2 separate regions of the Zea mays genome follow, and region 1 is linked to region 2. The links are chromatin contacts, called in public Hi-C maps. All regions are on one chromosome and are shown on one strand. Each heading gives the region's core, a stretch centred on a gene start, on an enhancer-like site or on the middle of the called end of the contact. The rest is flanking DNA. Distances are from core to core; before and after follow the strand shown.

Region 1 (3,745 bases), core at 550-3,049, 200 kb after region 2:
GCAACCCGTTTGCTAAATCTTTATGTGCATATACTTCCAGAAGATGTTTTGCCTTATTGGTACAGTTTGCAAGGATTAGGGGGAGCACATTTCTAAAGTTAGCCTTTATAGAAGATTCAATGGAATCTAGATCTAGAAGATCGAAATATGTCCTGATGATAGTTGATGTACTCTTTTTCCTTGGTGAGTTTTCCTGAAGTTTATCACATGAGTTTTTAACGAGGCAACAAAGTGCAAATGCAATATGTGTCACCATGCGCTCTTTCTCCATATTTTTCCCACTAGGTTTTTGGGAGTTTTAAAGATGCATGTTTTGGTCGCGGTATTCGCCCAAGGGGAGTGTTGAGAAACCCTAATGAAGGTTTATCTGGGCAAATACCGAATATGCCCCCGAGGGCAATCACGTCTCTATATATAGTACATGTACCCCTCATATGGAATAGTGAAGCGGAAGAGGCCAGAGACCCAACCCTACATTACCGTCTCTCGCGTGTTTCCTCTGTAATGCTTCTGGGAAGGGATATGGGTCTTCCACGACTTCTCGCGCCTAATCTGCTGACGGGAGGGAAGGGAGCGGATCTGGTGATCCGTGGTAACGTAGTTCTCAACATCAGCAAGCACTGGCGAATTGCGCTCAGTAGCTGCTCACGCCAGCAACCCAGCTCCGGGAGCGCCTTGTGCGTGCTCGACCGGCTCGAACCCGAGGGCGCTGTGCGCCTAGAACGTGAGACCGAAAGCACGGACGCAAGACCGATCGACTTTAGGCTGGCCGCTGGCGCGCGATCAGGCTGGCAGCAGCGGTCTAGGCGCGCTAGCCCCTTCCCCTTTCATACTCTGTGGCTACAAGGGCGCCCCACGCCCACAACGCTGTCCTGCTAGGCTGCGTGTCCGCCCCTTCTCTCTTCCTCCGTTTGTGGCGTTTCACTGTTAAAGGTTGTCTCCAGCAACGTCCTTAATATCCATCATCTATATCCGTCTTTTATAGTTTCCTCTAAAAGATTTCATCTTCCAAATCTCCTTGCTCTCCAACAACGTCCTCTATATTCAAATACATATATTAGAGATATTTTTTATTTTTATTTTTTGTACATACGTATTTGTCATACTCTCAAATATATTATACATATTTTAGTTTTGCTAAACTGGTTATTTAAAGTATTCAAATGGATAGAGGACCGTTTAGAGAAACTCTCTATATAGAGAATCCAACAGTGTCCTCTAAATTTAGAAGACCGTTTAGAGGACGTTGCTGGAGAGCGTAGATGACCGTTTGATCCTCTATATTTAGGGTAGAGGATCCTTTAGGAGCCTCTGCTGGAGCAGCCTTATACCCTCTAACACTATTAATTCCTGTACTAGTGGGCCCGTGAGTAATTGTTAGTAGATAAAAAATTGATAGTGAATGAAAAGTAGGTATAGAAAATGATAAATTTTTTGTTATAGTGAGATATAGGGAGAAAATTTAGAACAAGTTTAATAATAAAGTCTATTGTTGGCTCTAACTCTTTACCATGTCATCTATATCCAACAATAAACACACTCATATAATAAAGCTGACTCTAAGATTGGTTATTAGATGAATCCCTTATCTCTTTCTCTTTTATCCTTTTGTGTTGAAGTCCGTATATCATCTAGCTCTTGTATGAGAGACAACTCACTCTACTTTTTGATATCTCTCTTCCGCATAAGAAAAAATACCACTGTACTTTTGGATATCTCTCTTCCACATAAGAAAAAATACCATGTAAACAGGTTTAGAGCCTATTATTATAGTTGCTCTTAGAGGAAACCGCTGCCGGAGCCGGAAAAGCAGAGTAAGTATCTCATTGTCGTGCTCGCACACAGAAGGAAAACAGCAATCAGACCAGACAGCTGACGGGACACGTAGTCAACCTTCTCCCGCGAGTGGCGAAAGGGCCCAGAAAATGCTGCACGGCCCGGCCCACTCTGCATCGCCGGCGATGGCCGCCGCCGCCGCCGGCGGCGGCTTGCAGCCGCTGGTGGTGACGCTCAACTGCCTCGAGGACCCGTCGCTGGAGCAGGACGCGCTGTCCGGCGCCGCGGCCGTCGAGCACGCGCCGCTCTCGGCGCTATCCGCGGGCCGCGTCGAGGCCGCCGCCGCCGTGCTGCTCCCCTCGCTCGCCTTCCTCCCGCGCGCCGCGCAGCGCAGGCTCCGGCCATGGCAGCTGCTGCTCTGCCTCGGCTCACCGGACCGCGCCGCGGACACCGCCGCGGCCGCCGAGCTCGGCCTCCGCCTCGTCCACGTCGACGCCAACCGCGCCGATGAGGTCGCGGACACCGTCATGGCGCTCTTCCTGGGCCTCCTCCGCCGCACCCACCTGCTGTCCCGCCACGCCTCCTCGTCGTCCCCGACTGCTGGGTGGCTCGGCTCCGTGCAGCCGCTGTGCCGGGGCATGCGCCGATGCAGGGGGCTCGTACTGGGCATCGTCGGCGTCAACGCCGCCGCGCGGTGCCTGGCCACCCGCAGCCTTGCCTTCCGCATGAGCGTCCTCTACTTCGATCCGCTCTACGAGGTACTGGATCCGCCGCTAATACACTTCTATCCTGTGATCTGCGCTGCTAGATTCCAGTTGCCAGTTTTGTTGTTCTAGGGTTCAAATGCCGTTGGGCGCCGTGACCCGTGAGCATTATTAGTTAACGTGATCTGAAATTTCTGAAAATGTGTTAGCAGATGATTGCTCACTAGTTTCCTGCGTCCTTTCATGTAAAGGTGATCTGCCTTTTGACTTCTAGTGTATCATCACACGCCTACTTGTAGATTTAGTGCTATTATTGTCTTTTCTGCCTCGTTGTTGGCATTAGTTGAACTTCTGGCATGATTTTGTTTATACCGATTGATTTCTGGCAACCAGTATGCTGGAGTTTTAATACTTCTTTCAAAATATATATGGATCTGAATGCGCTGTGTCTCTGGGTTTGTTGGAACTCCTAGTCAAACACTTTGATAGCTTGACTCTTTTTTCTACCTTCCCACAAGATTTTAACTTGAAAAATATACATTCAAATGACCATATAAAAACATATGTTGCCATAAGTAAGTCATATTCAGTTAATCAGTTTGATTTGGTTTAAAAAATCAAATCAGTTTGGCTATATATCCTCAGTTCCGGTACTTTTTACTGCAAATTTCATTTTCATAATATTGCTCAGTTGTATAAGTCTTCATGGTGTTTCTGGGTTACTGGCACATGTAATATTGGCGATGAAGTTAAAGCATGATATAGATCTGACCTTGTTAATTGTAATGACATTATGTGAAGGTTACTGGGAAAGTAAAGCGTCCTTCTATTGTATTTCCTTCTGCTGCAAGAAGAATGGATACTCTCAATGATCTATTAGCAGCAAGTGATCTAGTTTCGCTTCATTGTGCATTGACAAATGATACAACACATATACTTAATGCTGAGCGCCTTCAGCACATAAAACCTGGTAAGACGTGCTTTACTTGCTTCCTTCTTTTTTCTGTTTTAGCCCCTCCTTTTGGCAGTCGCATGCTCTCTGCATTATAATTAGTTTTCTATTTTTATGTTCATGCTATAAGCCTATAACACATTGTTGATGACTACCTTCTGAATGTTGCAGGAGCGTTCATAGTCAACACTGGTAGCTGTCAGCTCATAGATGACTGTGCACTCAAACAACTCTTGATTGATGGCACTATCGCTGGGTGTGCATTAGATGGCGCTGAAGGCCCCCAGTGGACGGAAGCATGGGTATGAAACTG
Region 2 (3,760 bases), core at 736-3,235:
TGCCATAGTGCCATGGAATAAACAGGATGTTCGTAGGGTCCTCCTGATTCCAAAAGCTAGCTTAACTATATATCCTCAACAAGACACAGAGCCAAACAAAATTTAGGAGAGAATAAACTAAACTGCTATAGTATATATAGAGGTCCTTTCTACATTACACAATGTACATTTTAAATTTTATGAGATGTTTCAATGAAAATCCATAGGCTCAGGAGCGGTAAGGAGTATTAAGTTACATGTACCAATCAATTAAACCTAAAAGTTTAAGATGATAGAAAAAAGTTGATAATTTAATTATATTATATTCCAACGTTTTTCTCACGTCGAGCCTTTTTTGGGTCTCTTGTTGACGTGGAATATAGGAGCGAACAATAATTATTTTATTTAATTGTGCTTACCAGTATTCAAACGCGAGATTTCTAGATCTGATATCATATTAAGTTACATACACCAACCAGCTTAATCTGATAGAAAGACGTGGACAATTCACTTATATTATATTCCAAACAAGAGGCACGTCCTATCCGCTCCACCGCTGCATCCCGTCTCTTTGATCTTCAATAATTTTCGTCATTCAGCTGCATTACCACAAATAAATCTAAATATGTCAACTCTTTGTGGAGCACGTGTTACTCGCCAGTCGTCACGATAAATTTAGATGTTTAAGAACATCTCCAAGAGTACCTCAAATAAGTGCCATAAAAAGAGTACGAAAAGGATGTTCGAATGCCTCATAGAAAAAAAAAATCTTTTTCAAGAAGAATATCTTTACAAAAGAGTAATAAAGAGGACCTACAACTTTACGGAATGCATGCATGAAGTTTGAACAAATAGTTGTAATTTGAGGGCACTTATATAAATAGCTTTTCGTAAGAAAAAATATACATATTTGGAGATGGGGGTATTTTTTGAAGGGCTTAAAAAAGGGTACCCAAAAACAAAAGAGAGATCAGTAAGTGAAAAAAATGAAATATAATAAAACATATAGCCTCTATGACCAAATAAGTGGGCGTCTGTGGTGGATAGCTAGGGGTACGGAAATGAGAGATGTAAACTAACACGCGTATGATTGGATCAAGTAATTACCATTGTATAAGAGTAAGACGCTGGATGCCCTTACCATGCATATGGTCTCTGTCTTTTTTCAAATTCATCCTTGCATGGTTTCACCGAATTCATTAGTGACGGCAACTCGGCAAACCTGTTATCGTCGTCACAAAACCGAGTTGGTTATCTGTATTGTCCGCGCTCTATATTTCACTAGGCAGGCTTTTGACAAGCCAAGCAACATTTTCATAAAATTAACACTAGAACATCCATGCACTACTCAATGTAAATTAAATTTCGTCTCAGAGATTGACTACCATATATAGATAGCCAATAAGCACGAGGCCTGCGAGCCCGGCACGAAGCCCGCTGTTTGGGCCCGGTCCGAGCCTGACATAACCCGGTTCTATGCGGGCCCGGCCCGGCCCGGCACGAATAAGCGGGTCGGGCTCGGACAGAAAACTATGCACGGTGGGCTAGCTCGACACGACCCGTTTACCTCTAAGCCAGTTAAACCCGCTTTTTACACTAAAACGTGCTTACCGACCTGCTTTTCGGTCCGATTTTTCGTGCTAAACGGGTCGGCCCGCTGTGGAACGAGCCCGGACAGGAAACTGAGCACGCGTGCTTATACGGCCCGGTCCGGTTTCGTAACCGTGCCTAGCGGGCCGAGCCCAAAACGGACCGGGCTTCACCGTACCCTGGCTGGGCGGTCCATTTGGCCATCTCTACTACCATGTATGTCGTCGATCTGTACTCCTGTCTTGTTTGCGACAGTTTATGAGGGACGTGAAAAAGGTCTGGCATCGGTGGTCTCACCAGATGAGTTTGCGCTTAGTTAGGGTTTTAATCTAACCCTTTTTTAAATTTCGCACCAGCTGCACCTGCCAGATCCTGTCCATTCAAAAAACGAAGACACTAGTGTAGCCGTTTCACTCGCTGATCCGGATGCAACGAACGTGCACATATATGGCCGGTATCTATGGCTCGCTCTTTTTAAGCTAGGCCTCTCTGTTCCTCGCCCCAGCCCACGGCAGCCCTTTCCTTCCGCAACATACATACCCACTGCACGAGCCAACGAGCGCAGCCACACTCCTCGCCCCCGCCCCCGCCAGAGCATAAGCCCTTCCATGAGGGTGTTGATGTCGCGCCGGCGCGGTGCCGGTGCCAGCGGCGGCGGGCTGTGCATCAACAAAAAGGCCCGCCTATTCATGTGCGGCTGCGGCGGCACCAAGGCTGTCTCCATCTCCGATGGCTCCTCCGACAAGTCACCAACCGCCACGCCGCAGACCGCCGCGTCAACCACTCCGCTCACCGGCACGTCGACCGCCACCGTCACGACCGAGTCGACGAGAAGAGGAGGGAGCAGGCCGGCGACGACAACGTCGTCGGCTCCCTCCTCGTTCTCGGTCTCGTCTTCGTCCGTCACCACCACCACCACCACCACCGCCGACGACGGCCCCAGCAGCATGGAGGAGAGCACGCCCAGCCTGTCGGCGCTCCTGCGCCAGCTCCACGAGCTGGAGCGCAGCGTCCGCTTCCTGCACTCCGCCGGCAGCACCGACGGCAAGCAGTGGCACCGCCGGACCGTGAGCGAGGGCGGCGGCGGGTCCGGGCGGGTGGAGGAGAGCGTGGCGGTGGTGAAGGAGTCGGCGGACCCGCTGGGCGACTTCCGCCGGTCCATGCTGCAGATGATCGTGGAGAAGGAGATCGTGGGCGGCGCGGAGCTCCGGGAGCTGCTGCACCGGTTCCTGTCCCTCAACTCGCCGCGCCACCACCACCTCATCCTCCGCGCCTTCGCCGAGATCTGGGAGGAGGTCTTCGCCGGGCACGAGCGCGCGCCGGACTTCCTCGCCTCCTCCCGCCGCTGCAGGAAGAAGCAGCACCAGCACCTGGCAACGCGTGGTGCTTGAGCTTGACTAGTCTGTTCCTCGATCGGTTTGTTACGTCCAACTGTCCAAGGTCCAATCCCATCCCCCGGCCGTCGATTAATTTCTCTTGTACGTTCGTGGCTGGGCGGACGAGACTTGCATGGTTGTTTTCAGTAGTTTCGTTTTTGTCGATTTCTTTGACGCATTGGTTTATCACAAGTGCGCTGGTAACGGTCTTGAGTTAGGGTTTTTGTCGATGCGTTGATATATCAAGTGTTCTGTACTGATGTGTACTCCACGCAACAAACGCCTTGGTTTTTTTTTCTGAACTGATTGTAGACTTTCAGTGTGTTTTTCTAAACTGCTTGGTATATCAGAGTAGATAGTGTTTTTCTCCTCCATTTATGTTCGGCGTCGCTTTAGCCGTTGCATCGGTGAAGAACCAACAGATGATCACGCGACCACACCGGGGAGGTGAGTGTGTGTGTGTTGTGTGTGAGAGAGAGAGAGCACCATAGCCGGCCGGTGGAAACGGCCGGAAAGGCGCCGCCCGTGATCCCCGGGCGCTTGACTCGTTGCGAGCTAGCTGTTGTGGTGGGTTACTCCAACGGGGCGAAACGATGGTGCTCGGCAGTCGGCACTCGGCTTTTGTCTTGCGCGGCAACCGCGCGCGCGCGATGGGAAATGCCCACCCGATCCATGGATCCGTCAGGGTCGCACGGCACGGCTGCACGCGCGTGGCGGCGTGCCTCGCAGCCTCCTTTGGTAACCCGGTAACACGGCTGGATCCCGGCCTAATCTCCAGGTAAAATAACCTCGGGCCCAACTTTCTCCGCGCGAAA

The links. A called contact is a pair of places that touch in the nucleus more often than the background predicts.
Region 1: a contact with region 2 is called in a Hi-C map of leaf, with 4 times the contacts expected there. The contact joins the promoter of LOC103637470 here to the promoter of LOC103637459 in region 2. A contact is called at or near these places in 9 of 25 Hi-C or Micro-C datasets (bundle sheath, ear, leaf and 2 more).

Annotation. Positions count from the first base shown.
Region 1 is chr1:83,201,620-83,205,364 of Zm-B73-REFERENCE-NAM-5.0, forward strand. It overlaps LOC103637470 (C-terminal binding protein AN), which reads left to right and starts at 1,800. Exons shown (of 7, transcript XM_008659655.4): 1 at 1,800-2,534; 2 at 3,282-3,450; 3 at 3,604-3,734. The coding sequence starts at 1,926.
Region 2 is chr1:82,999,051-83,002,810 of Zm-B73-REFERENCE-NAM-5.0, forward strand. LOC103637459 (transcription repressor OFP8) reads left to right here and starts at 1,986. Exons shown (of 1, transcript XM_008659648.2): 1 at 1,986-3,289. The coding sequence starts at 2,178. The coding sequence ends at 2,960.